Linked DNA regions of Rattus norvegicus: all the other regions are linked to region 3. Evidence: chromatin contacts called from public Hi-C and HiChIP or PLAC-seq data. All regions are on one chromosome and are shown on one strand. The core of a region is the stretch at or near the end of the contact, and the rest is flanking DNA. Distances in the headings are between cores, read along the strand shown.

Evidence for each region. Hi-C and Micro-C count contacts between places; a contact is called where the count stands out from the background. HiChIP or PLAC-seq counts read pairs in DNA pulled down with a chosen protein or histone mark.
Region 1: a Hi-C map of liver shows a contact between it and region 3, with 2.4 times the contacts expected there. The contact joins the promoter of Cpt1a here to the promoter of Ccnd1 in region 3. A contact is called at or near these places in 1 of 12 Hi-C or Micro-C datasets (liver) and 1 of 1 datasets of contacts at active chromatin or transcription factors (oligodendrocytes).
Region 2: a contact with region 3 is called in a Hi-C map of liver, with 2.3 times the contacts expected there. The contact joins the enhancer-like site here to the promoter of Ccnd1 in region 3. A contact is called at or near these places in 2 of 12 Hi-C or Micro-C datasets (frontal cortex and liver) and 1 of 1 datasets of contacts at active chromatin or transcription factors (oligodendrocytes).
Region 4: an H3K27ac HiChIP or PLAC-seq map of oligodendrocytes shows a contact between it and region 3, with 5 times the contacts expected there. The contact joins the promoter of Ighmbp2 here to the promoter of Ccnd1 in region 3. A contact is called at or near these places in 2 of 12 Hi-C or Micro-C datasets (frontal cortex and hepatocytes) and 1 of 1 datasets of contacts at active chromatin or transcription factors (oligodendrocytes).

Annotation. Positions count from the first base shown.
Region 1 is chr1:209,994,713-209,997,828 of GRCr8, forward strand. Cpt1a (carnitine palmitoyltransferase 1A) reads left to right here and starts at 1,448. Exons shown (of 19, transcript NM_031559.2): 1 at 1,448-1,482.
Region 2 is chr1:209,931,175-209,934,046 of GRCr8, forward strand. No RefSeq gene overlaps it. Among named protein-coding and RNA genes, the nearest start is that of Mrgprd, 24 kb to the left of the region's middle. Within about 2 kb of position 1,372, at least 8 of the 93 cell types and tissues checked have an H3K27ac peak or open chromatin away from gene starts, as enhancers often do. A contact at or near this core is called in liver, where this site is marked.
Region 3 is chr1:209,526,267-209,529,190 of GRCr8, forward strand. Ccnd1 (cyclin D1) reads right to left here and starts at 1,544. Exons shown (of 5, transcript NM_171992.5): 1 at 1,222-1,544. The coding sequence starts at 1,419.
Region 4 is chr1:209,957,125-209,960,155 of GRCr8, forward strand. Ighmbp2 (immunoglobulin mu DNA binding protein 2) reads right to left here and starts at 1,446. Exons shown (of 15, transcript NM_031586.2): 1 at 1,361-1,446; 2 at 152-321. The coding sequence starts at 1,446. Mrpl21 (mitochondrial ribosomal protein L21) reads left to right here and starts at 1,569. Exons shown (of 7, transcript NM_001107567.1): 1 at 1,569-1,832. The coding sequence starts at 1,733.

The DNA of each region.
Region 1 (3,116 bases), core at 198-2,697, 470 kb after region 3:
GCTCGGGTCCTAGCCTCAGTTTCTTTACTGAACTCCTCCCCGCAGCCCCGCCTGGTCCAGGCCCCGCCCCGTCCTGCCCGCGCCGCAGCCCGGCTGGGCTCAGCCAATCACCCGCGGCGCGCGTCGGTGCGCCTAGCCTCGCCCGCCCCTGCTCGGACTCAGCTCGCTCATTCCGCCGCCGCCGTCCACAGACTCGGTAAGACACCGGGAGGGCAGCGCTGCGGCACCGCCCTGAACTGGGCGCGCTGGTATCACCTTTGGGAGCGTGGAGGGAGACCCAGACTGTGCCCGTGGGGTACGCGTGAGCCGCGCATTGGAGAAGCAGAGGGCACCCCTTCCCCCGCGCTGTGACGGATCTGGGGATCCCGGGACGGGAGGAAAGATGCTTGGTCCCCAGACTGGGCAAGATGCCTCCGTTCCGGACGCATGGGACCACGGCTCTTGATGTCTCACCGCGTGTTTTGGGGTCCTCATTACCCAGTGAAGGATGCTCAGGATTAGGCATGACTCCTTGGTCCCTGACCAGTAGGCGTAAATTCCCTTTCCGACCCCATCTCCCCACTCCGCGGGTGGCTTGGGGCCAGTGTGGACACTGAGCCCTTTTCCAGGCTCTTTCCATTCGCCATCCTGCAGGTGGATTGGTTCTCAGGGTCCGTGAGGGTCGGGCTCCGCAGTAGAAAGGATGCTCTGCCAGGGGACTTGGCAGGTGGCCGGTGCCCTCTCCCCGCGCGAGTCCCTGCAGTACAGCCTTCGGGACACACCCTTGGTGCATATACTCAAGTGTTGCGCACCCCTCACCCTCTCTTTTGCCCGAGGTTCAAGGGCAGGTGGGTGTCCAGAGACTGCTCAAGGTCGCGCTGGGACCAGAGCCCGGGAGGGTGGGGGTGTCACGTGACCCGGCCTGAGTGAACTTGGCCTGGGACAGCCTGACAGCGCGGTCTGGGCAGCCCCGATGTGCCCTAACAGCCGGTACCCTTCGTCTCGGGTCTGGCTTTCGTTGATGTCACAGAACACAGATGAATGCTCACGTTTTTAAGGAGTTAAAAAGTTCCTAGTGTGAACCAGGCTAGATACAATCAGGCTCAGGACTCTCAACTCCGGGCCAACTCCCGCTCGGCTCCTTTCTGTACCGTGCATTCAGATAGTTGTCCAAGGACAGATTTTAGTCGAAAACTGCTAACTTTGGAAGTTTGCAAATAAAATGAAATTGAGTCTAGAAGCTTTTTCGAACGCGTATTTAGTTACAGCATTTTGTCGCACAGGCGTCTGGTTTCTGGTCATTCCTGATATTCAAGCGTGTTTATCTCTGTCAAAACCACAAGCCAAATGACTAAAACACAGCTTTGGCCTTTTATTTGTGCCAGCAAGCATACATCACCACCACCACCTCCCTAGTCGGTCGACTCCGAGCTCAGTGAGGACCTAAAGCAGAGGACTGTGGTGCGGAGGACAGTGCTTGCTCCGGGGAGTGCAGAGCAATAGGTAGGTCTGGGCACGGTCTGGGTTCAGAGTCTATGGCTGCACTGGCTTTGCTGAAGCACAAGAGCTCTTTTGTCATGTAAATTATTGTTTTGTTAACTAGTATGCCTCGCTAGACTTAACCTTACACTTGAATTTTCTCTTCTACCTTATTTATTTACTTTTAAAAAGTGAGATAGGGTCTCATGGAACACATGCTGGCCTCCAGCTTGCGATGTACACAGGGTTGGCTTTGAACCCTGATCTCCTTCCTGCAACCCCAAGTGCTGTGATTATAGGCGTGCACCATCATGCCGGGCTTTGAACTCCTTAACTGTCGTTGGAATCAAGCGCTGGTCAGGTTTTGTATCAAAAGTGGCCGAAGCGGCTTCCTGCACAAGACAAAACCTTTCGAGTTTGAGCTAGAAAGCCACCTGACTGCAGATGAGGGATGGAACGCCTCCCTTCCGCCGCCGCTGCGCTTGGCTCAGACCCAGTGGTCACGGAACGGGCAGGCTCGATTCTCTCGGGAGTTTGGGGCGCTGGCCGGAGCTTACCCAACCCTGACTCCTCTTGCCCATTTTGCCCATTCATAAAAGCGCTGTAATTTTTTACTTTTTGTTTTTTACCCCCTTGGGTTTCGCAGTGAAACCCTTTGAGGCACGGTGCTGGCAGGCTGTTTTGTTGCATGCGACATCTGTCCTCGGACAAAGCGGGTCGGTGGCTCCCGGGCAGTACACTGGGATGGCAGCGGCGACGCGTCGCTCCGGAAGGCCTGCGTGGGCTCGGCCGGTGGAACAGGATCCGAGCGCCCCGGACGCGCCAGCACGGGGGCGGGGCTCCCGTAACCTTTCCCCTACTTTTCTCAGCCATCACGTGACCCTGGCCGGGTGGGTGGAAGGGGCGGGGCGGGAAGCCGCGGTTGCTAGTGCCCTTCCCTCCCCCAGCGCCTTGAACTTGTAGTTTTGATCTGCAGGCGGCTACAGCCACGCGACTCTCCTGTACTTTGACCATTTGAAGGGTTTTTTTTTTTCATTTGGTTAGAAAAATATGTTTAGTCACTCTGCATAGATATTTACGGGTAGGCCAGAGTCTTACGACTAGAGGAAGTCTGCATTTGAATTAGTTTAGAATAAAGTGGTAGTCCAAGATGAATCGTTCGTTTTAAAGTGTGTTTAGCAGATGTCCAGTTCCCTGAAGGAGGGAAAAGTCACTCGAATCTGGGAGTTAAGGGACAGCCTGGGAACAGGCAAAGATACATCCTCAGCTCAGGAGAGAAGAAAATGGGAGGCGGGTGTTAAGCTGGTGACCCGCCTACTAGGCTTAAAAAAGGATTACTGCACACTTGAATTAATGCCAATTTAAGCTCTTGTTGCAAGAATTTTTGTTGTTGGGAAAATAAGTCTGTTGCCAAACCTTACGACCCGAGTTCGATCCATGAACTCAGAGGGTAAACATTATCCCGACTTCCACACACGAGGTATAGCGTGTACTCAACCATAAATAAATAAGATACATGTTTTTGTTTTAAGTAAAATGCAATACCAGCCTATTGTGCAAAGTTAAAGAGGCGAAAATGGGTTGCCGTGCGGTCACCTCCTTACTTAGTTACTGCAGAGGCCACCACTGTGAGCTCTTTCAGGACCGTGTGCCTTCTA
Region 2 (2,872 bases), core at 122-2,621, 400 kb after region 3:
GCTGCACCCCTGCTTTCTTAAGTCTTAAGTGATGCCCCATCAAAGCCATTGTCCCCACTCCTTGACTCCCACCCTTGGCCAAAGCTTAGATTGTAACATCCGCTCCCTCTGAAATTGGCTACTGGTGAGGAATTCAGAACTTCCTGTCTCCCCACTTTTATCAGGGTTGCTGTTTTTCCCCCTCATCCTCACCTCCTTTCTTGCTGACCACCACACAACACTGTGCTGTGACCCAAAGCCATCAGATGAGGTTGGAAGAACCTGGCTTTCCTCCCTTAGCTCCAGGACACACTCGTTCACTTGCCACCAGCCTTGGAAGGGAGTGCCAGGTCCTCTGCCCTGTTGCCATCGGCCTGTGAGCTTTGGGCTCAGGTCTCAAGGTGAACAGAGCAGTCACAGGTAACTCAGACCGGCCAGGGCTCAGGACCCCTGGTTGCTGTACCTAGAGGAAGGCCATGTGGAGAGTCCTGAGTGCACAAGGATCTGAGTTGGTTCCTTTTCCCATGATCCCTTTGGCTTTACACATTGAAGCTTGGTTTGGACAAGGGCTCTCATGTGAGCCTGGCCACCCATCAGGTCTGGTGTGGAGCCTGACAATTGGAACATAAGGTACTGACTCTGTGGAGTCAGGTTTCAGTGTTGCTCCTCAGACCCTCAGTGGGAGCTCTGTGTCACTCTATGTTTGTGTCACCTGGCCTACTGGCTCATTGCCATGTTCCCCACTCTGTTCACAAGCACTAAATGTTGAAATGTGGATGCATACCGAAATAAAGGTAATTTGATGTGTTGAAAAATAAAATAAGGAACAAGATTGATGTGTAATACAACCTGGGCAAACCTCGGACACAGGGTGCCAAGTAAAATAGCTGAAGGCAAGAACTGTGTACTGAAATGAAGTTTCCAAAATAGGTCAATTGTCAAGTGCAGAAAGTGGATCCATGGTTCCTGAGACTGTGGGAAGATATGGGGATTAGCCACAAGCCACACAGAAGACCTGGGGTGGGGACCAGGACTGTAGGATTCTGCACTGTCAGAGGGTAAACTGTGATGAGGGCACTGCCCTTGGTGAAGCTTGACTGGTACTCCTGGCAGCAGAGGGCAGGCAGAGCCCTGAGCTGGGGCTCTAGTGGGGAAGGGCAAAGGCAGCCATCTCAACAGAGAAAAGCAGGGAGGGTGTAGTAGCCAGTCTTGTCTGCTGTCCCACACTAGGTAGCATTGGGTCTGGTGCACACTTGGATGAGGACTTGGTGATGGAGAACTTCAGTACGTCCAGATCCTGTCCTGGGAAATGACCACATCTCTGCCCGCCCATTAGAGGTCCACTGGCCGTTCCACACTGCCTTCCCTCCGAGAAGTTTCCAGACCAAATAAGGCCGCAGCTCTTGCCAAACTCCTGGCACAGAGTGAAATTCCCTCTAAGTGCCAAGCTTGTCACTTTGGCCTGGAACCTCCTGAAGCAGCTGGGTACCCAGCAGCCCACTGAGGCCACCCCTCTGGGTGATCCTACAGAAGCATACTGGTGATCCCCGACCAGCCGGAGAAGCACTGTCTTGGAACTGTGGCCACTTCAGTCCCCTACACAGGCTTTGACAGAGAACAGTGGTAATGCCAGTCAGAGACTGGTTAAACTGTCACCAGCATCTGGCACTAGACTTTCTCTAACTTTCACAACTACCCAGTGAAGTGGGTCTTGTAAAGCCCCATTTTAGGAATGAGGAAAATGAGGTCCAAGTCCAGGCAAACCTGGGGCTGTAGTATGAAGTGTAAAGGGACTCAATACCAAGGAGGCAGGGCCAGGGCCACCGGGGCCTCCCCAAGAGACCCCTTACCCTTAACCAACCCATGTGGGCCCCTCCCTCCTGGGAGGCTGTGTCCCAGTGACCCAGAGCTCACAGGGCCGGCAGGGGAGACATCTGGCTGCCTTTTCCAGTTCCTGGGCTGACCTGCCCAGTCAGGCCATAAAACATTTTTCAAGCAATTGGCCATTTTCCTAATGAGAGCTCTCTGGGATGACAGACAGACTTTGAAGCCAGCATTTTAATGAAGCAACAGTCAGGGTAGTGATCATCCAAGACAGGGCTTGTGGGATGTAGAGACACGGTACAGGCAATGGCATGAAGACCTATGTGCAGGGGCCCAAACCACACATGTTCTCTTCCAAGAACGGTGTGGTCATTCTTCCTCCCTGCTTGGTAACTTAACAGTCTCTGAACAGTCTCGATGAGGGGGGGGGAGCATGCATGCATGCATGTATGTGTGTGTATGTGTGTATATGCATGTGTATATGTGTGTTGTATATTTGTGTGTGCATATGTGTGTTTGTGTGTGTGTGTGCATATGTATATGTGTGTGTGTGTGTGTGTGTGTGTGTGTGTGTGTGTGTGTACCTGGAGAAGCCACACACTAGTGTGATGGTATGGACATTATCAGTACTCCACATCCTCTCAAGCCCTAGCCTGTGCAAGCCTAGCTCCTCCTGGAGGGCCACACCTGGGAGCAGCTCCCAGTGGCAATTTGAGACCTAGTCTTTCCCAGTGGACAGAGACCTGGGTTCAGTATAATCTCCATGCCCAAATGCACAGATCCTGTGCAACAACAGATGTGCTGGACTAGGGAAACAGCTCCGTGGGCAAACCGCTTGCTGTTCAAGCATGAGAACCCAAGTTTAGATCCTTAGAATCCGTGTGAAAGCCAGATGTAGCAGGGAAAGGTGCCTGCCACCAAGTCTGAGGGCCTGAGTGATCCTGGGAAACACGTTATAGAGGAGAGGCTGACTGCTGCTTGGCGTCTTTACTCCCACACATGTGCTGACCTCTGCAAGTATGCCCTCCCCCCAAACAAAAACATGTTTTAATAAGATATACAGCTGCAG
Region 3 (2,924 bases), core at 294-2,793:
CCTTGGGCAGCTGGCGCGGCGGATCGAGGCAGTGGTGGCCACGGAGACCCCCGTCCCCGTTGAAATTAGGAAGCCACAAGGCAGGGAAGCCCACCGTAGGGTTGGCGGAGCGCCGGGGGCTGGGCACCGCTCAAGCGCACGCGAGACACAAAGGTGGCGTCCCAGGCCGCCGCGCTGCATTTCCCAGACGTCATCTTTTCAAAAAATATTTAAAAATATTTAAAAAATAACTAGGTGCCTAAAAACGGCCTGAAAATAACAATAGGGCTACCCTTGATCCAAGCCGAGGGTCAGGAGCTCGGTGGACATTGGGGGATAAGTCCCAGCAACTCAAACTTCGGGGGCCCCCCTTTTGCTGGGTGCGGGCGCTGTTTGCCTCTGCAAGGGCATTATAACTCACTTTAAAAATTATTTTAAAATATTTTGGAACCCTTGAGCCTCCTGTTGAACAACTGAAAATGTGCTTTGGTCCCCCGGCTTGACCCAGACAGGTTCCCCCAAATGCAGACCCGCACGGACAACAGTCAATCTCGGTGACTAGGGGGCCACGCGACCTTGCAGTCTAGCGTTTTCTCTGGGCCAGGCAGCGTGTGCGGGGTGCCCAGGGGTCCGTTGTTTGAACAAAGAGTCTCCCACCCCCAAATATTCCTCACAGTGTCCTATTTAGTGACTCCCGGCCGCCACGAGGCCCCTCGTGCCCGTCCCAGCGCCCCTTCTGCCACTCTCCGCCCTGCCCCCAATTATTAATAAACACTTTTGCTTTGCAATAAAGGAGCAAAGATGGCGCATAATATTGGCACGAGCGGCCCTTGCATACGTGTCCATGGATATTAATTTAAAAATCAAATCTATGCCCCCTCCCCCCTTAGCTGGCGCTACGCGCAGGGGCGGCCCCCGCTGAGGCGCTGCAGGAATGGGGCACAAGCGGGGGCCACAGAAGAAGCTCAGCCTGCATCCTCTGTGGTGTCTCTGACACGGTCCTCCCTGGAAGGCACCCCTCCCCGACTGCCCCCCCCCACCAGGAAAAGAAATTCCTATCGCCCCAACTCCTAAACCTTTCCCGTTCAAAAGGACCCGAAAGTGTCTATTTATTTTGTGAATCCCGAGTCCTAGCAACACACCGGGAAAAATCCGTGACGGAAAGGAAGAGAAGGGAAGAAGATGTCGGTGATAGCAACAAGTTGCCAGGGGGTCCCAAGCTAGCAGCCTGTAGTTTCTCACCTCTAGCATCCAGGTGGCCACGATTTTCCGCATGGATGGCACAATCTCCCTCTGCACGCACTTGAAGTAAGAAACGGAGGGCGCGCAGGTCTCCTCAGTCTTAAGCATGGCTCGCAGCACCCGGTCGTTGAGGAGATTGGTGTCAGGGTACGCGCGGCGGATGGTCTCCACTTCGCAGCACAGGAGCTGGTGTTCCATGGCGCGGCCGCCTGGGGAGGGCTGTGGTCCGGGTTGGGCTCCGGTGTCTGCTGCTGACGCGCGCTGCCTCGCGCTCTACGACCGGTCTCCGGAGCGCGCGGAGTCTGCAGCTCTCTGCTACTGCGCCAACAGCCCTCTGGAGGCTGCAGGACTTTGCAACTTCAACAAAACTCCCCTGTAGTCCGAGTGACGTTACTGTTGTTAAGCAGAGATCAAAGCCGGGCAGAGAAAAAGGAGGGGGGGCGGGCCGAGGCGGGCGCAGGGGGAGGGGGCTCGGGAGCAGTGAGCGGCGGGGGTGGGGGGGGACAAACCCAAAGCCTGCCCCCTCCCCCCTCGGCCTTCGTAGATATGCAAATCGCCGGGACTGCTTCTCTCTAAGCTGGGAAAGAGCGGGGCAAGGGCAATGGGGAGGGGGGCTTCTTTCCCCAAGTGGGTCCTCCGAGACCTGTGAAGGTGGGGTAGCGGCGGCTCTGGACAGGGGGACAGCTAGGAGGGAGGCCAGGCCACACGCAAGCCAAGAAAGAATGTATGGAAGGGGATCGTGGGGGGTGCAAGGACACCCTATACTTAAGCGGAGAGAATGGGCGCGTTTCCGAGGACGCCACGAGGGCACCCACGGGCGGACCGATTGCTAAGAAATCCCGTCGTCCTCGACTTCTTTCAATTTCATCAACACGTGTAAAATTCAGGAACTGTGTAACAGGCGAAGATGCCAGACGAGCCCTAAGTTCTCGTGCAGGCTCCCTCCTGGCGCACTGGGGTGGTTGCAAAGGGCCAGAGGGGTATCTTTGAGCTTTAAAGGGTCCCCAGCCTGGCATGTACTCGCTCAAAAATAAAATAAAATAAAACCCCGAAAATCTCAGCAACAGCTCAAGATGGTGGCCATTATTTCCTTCATCTATTCCTCCTCGCTGGGGGTGGGGTGGGGGTGGGGATGGGGTCTGAGATTTGCCTTCTTACAGTGACCGGTTTATCCTGGCCAGGGTCCTCTGGTATCCCCCTCCTCCACTGCCGGAGAAAAATAAATCTTTGAAGGAAAGGTTGAGACACGATAGGCTCTTTGTGTAATTTATTTTTTAATTAAGAAAAGTAAATCGCTGCAAGTATTAGTTGCCCTTCCAGGAACCAGACCACCGGAAGCTTCCCGATTGGCTTCGTTGGGGGTGTGTTTTGTGTTCCCCCACCTTTAGAATTGCAGCTGGGGCAGCCTTACAGAGTTTGGGGGTGGGGACTGGTGAGAATCAAGATAAATGTGTGAGCCGATAAGGTGATATTTAAAGACATTCTATAGATACTCGTGGATACCAGAATGGATCCCTAAGCCTATTTTAAATTTATAGTCAAATATTTTTAGAATGAAGAGGTTCCACCACCTTGGTCTATTACTTATTTCCCTAGTTTTGGGAACGTTTTCACAGTATCCGACCCCAAGTTAGGCGAACTATTCACATATTCTCCCCGGAATACTTTCGTGTCCCCGAAGAAACTGGTAAGGGAGCGCAAGG
Region 4 (3,031 bases), core at 196-2,695, 430 kb after region 3:
AAACAGGCCATGCTGACCATCAGATTTGTACATAGAAGGTTTTTACTGCAGAGCCTCAGACCATCTGGGTCAGTCCTTCAGCCCTTGAGAGAGCACAAGCCCTCATCTGACCACCAGCAATGGTCAATACAAAACTATACCGAACACCTACCAGAGGTGAAGCTGTTGCTGGGAAGCACCACTGCAGGCCCAAACTTCCTGGGCTCAAAGGTGACCAGCCGCTGTCCATACAACCCAGTGCGCTGGCCCGATACCTGAAGCTTCAGCAAACACACCCCTCGGCTCTGAAGCTCTTTCAGAGAACTGTGTTCCTGCCAGGACCTAGAAGACACCAAGGATAGTGGCTTCACTGCTTGTGCCTGCACAGGCGGGAAAGGAGTTCTGCTTACAGGCATCAGGTATGCATGCCCCAGAGGAACTCCGGATCTGCTCTGCTCCAGTCCAACCTCTCCCACAGCTCCCAGGACAGGTACTGCCTAACTTGCTCCAGGTCAGCCAACTGAGTCTTATCGTGTCTCTTTGCCATCTGTCATCAAGTCTTTTGGGGGCCCTCCCATTACACCTGACTCCCTCTCTACTTCTTACCACCAACACTCTAACTGTGGTTCAAGGCCCTAGTCTGACTTGAAGCAGATCCCTTCACTCTCACAGCAAGCATGTGGTGTGGGAATCACATGCCTTCACAGAGAGTATAGGAAATTTTAGTGCATAATCTCATAGTCACACAGCCCAAGCAGCAAAAACTCTCACTTATCATGACTGACAGACTCTCAACTAATCAATGGTTGCAGGTGTAATCATACAGACTGGCTTCAAGTCCTGCCTCCACATGGGTTACCCTGGGCCAGTTACTTCACCAGCCTTTGTCTATCCTTAGGGAAATACATCCCAGGGATTGCACTGTGGGATACAGAAGTGGTGGCTCTGTCTGTTGCAGGCTGTAGATATTCCCCTGAAAGACGATGGCTCTTCAGAAATGTTCAGCCACCATACATAACACAGGCTTCATTGACTTTCCTTTAGGAGGCTGTTCAGACAGACAGACAGACAGACAGACAGACAGACAGACACACACACACACACACACACACACACACACACACACACACACGAGTGGGGTGGGTTTCACTTCAGGATCTCCTATAGCCCGGGTTGACTTCAAACTGACTACGTAGGCAAAGATGACCTTGAACTCCCAATCCTTTTGCCTCGACGCCCCGAAGTGACGACGCTATGCGGTCTTGCAGTCTTCTCCAAGGGCCGACTCCGTGTGCTGCCCATTGACCCAGCGAATACTAGCCGGCTCCAGGCGGTGACTAAGGAGAGCTACAGAGACCCTGGGACCCGCGGCCAAACCTACCTGCGCTCCTCCACCTCGGCGTCCCGCTCTAGCTCCAACAGCTGTAGCTGCTGGGCCACAAAACTCTCCACGGTGGACGAGTCCATCTGCTCCGTGGTGCAGCCCCTGACTGATGCTTCCTGCTCGGCCATTGGGACCCGTGTTCCTGTCGGACCGCGTTCCCCACCGGACCATAGTCCGCAAAGGACCTGCGCTGCCAGCCAGGGTACTGATTTCCGACCGGCCCGTTTCCTGTACTCTCTGCCAAGCCAGTGACTTGAAGCAGATCTGCAGTAGGATCCCTGTTTCCCTCCTCCAGGTGTTCCCTACTGGGCTTGTGCGTTGACGCACAAAGTTCGCGCCGCTTCCGGTTCCGGTTGCTACTGTGGAAAAATGGCGGCTGCCATAGCGGCCTCCGTATTGCCGGGCTTTTTCGGGCGGCTGGTGTCTGTGTGTAGGCGTAGCATCTTGGCATCCCAGGGACCCGGACCTGGTGAGACCAGGGAGGCCTGGTGTGGGAGGAAACTAGCGGTGCTTCTGCCGACTGCCGCATGTGTGTCTGAGTTCGCCTTGGTACCTGGTGTGTTGGTTGCGAGCGTCGTGAATATTGCACTGGGTTTGGAGTATGAGAACGTGGTTCCTTCAGTTCATTGGTTAATACTGACAAGTGCTCTTAAACTTATGTTTAGGTCCCATAATAAAGACACACAAATGGGCCTAGAGAAGTGACCTACCCAGGGTCATACATACGTAGAGATGCAACTTAGAAGCTGCTAAGTAGAGCCTGAATGTGGACCATTGTCCTCGGGCTGCTAGCCACCCTCGGATCAGAAAAAAAATGATGTTGAAAAAAGGAGTGAGTGATTTTAATGTTAGGACCTTAGACCATGGAATGAACTATCTTGAAACATAACTAGTAACTAAGCAGTGTACTCTTGACCCAGACCTTTTGGTTTGTGTATGTATTATGTGTATGTACGTTTGTAGGTGGGTGCACATGCTGGTGTGGAGAGCAGATGATGTCAGGTGGCCACTATTGTCTAATACCTTTTCGTTTCCTTTTTAAAAAAGATTTATTGGGATGTTTGTTTGTGTGGCGGTAGGGGCGTGTCTTTTCTGTGCACTTGAGTGAAGGTGCTTTTGGAGTCCAGAAGAGGAGTTCAGATGTTAATCCATAGATGCCAGGAGAAAGACCACCAACTCAAATCATCATGGCCAAATTAATTAAAGCATGCTTTTTCACTCGGGTACACAGGCTTCCTCTGCCTAAGGCAGGGTTCAGGAGGTCAGCATTGGACATGGATGAAATAAGGTTTCTATAGTTCAGGAGTAGAAGGTTTCCAAGTGAGGGGTGGGGTTACAGAAGCAGAACATAGCGTAACAAATTGGTTATAATAACCTTCTGAAGCAAAGGTGCCCTTGCAAGGTGGTCATAACAACAGGTAGTCATAATAACTTTGAAACAAGGGTATGGTTGCTGTTTTCTGGAACAGGCAGTGTAAAGCCATTTGTAGTTAAGGTGGGGCATAACCCAATCCTTGAGAAACAGATTTAATCATAAACAGGAATGAACCTAGTTTTTCCTTCCTATAAGATGGCTTTCTGGCTTAAGATGGAAGCAGGCTGGTTCATCACAGATCCCTGGAGCTGGAGTTGCAGGAACTCTTGGCCTTTCATGTGGGTGCTAGGAAC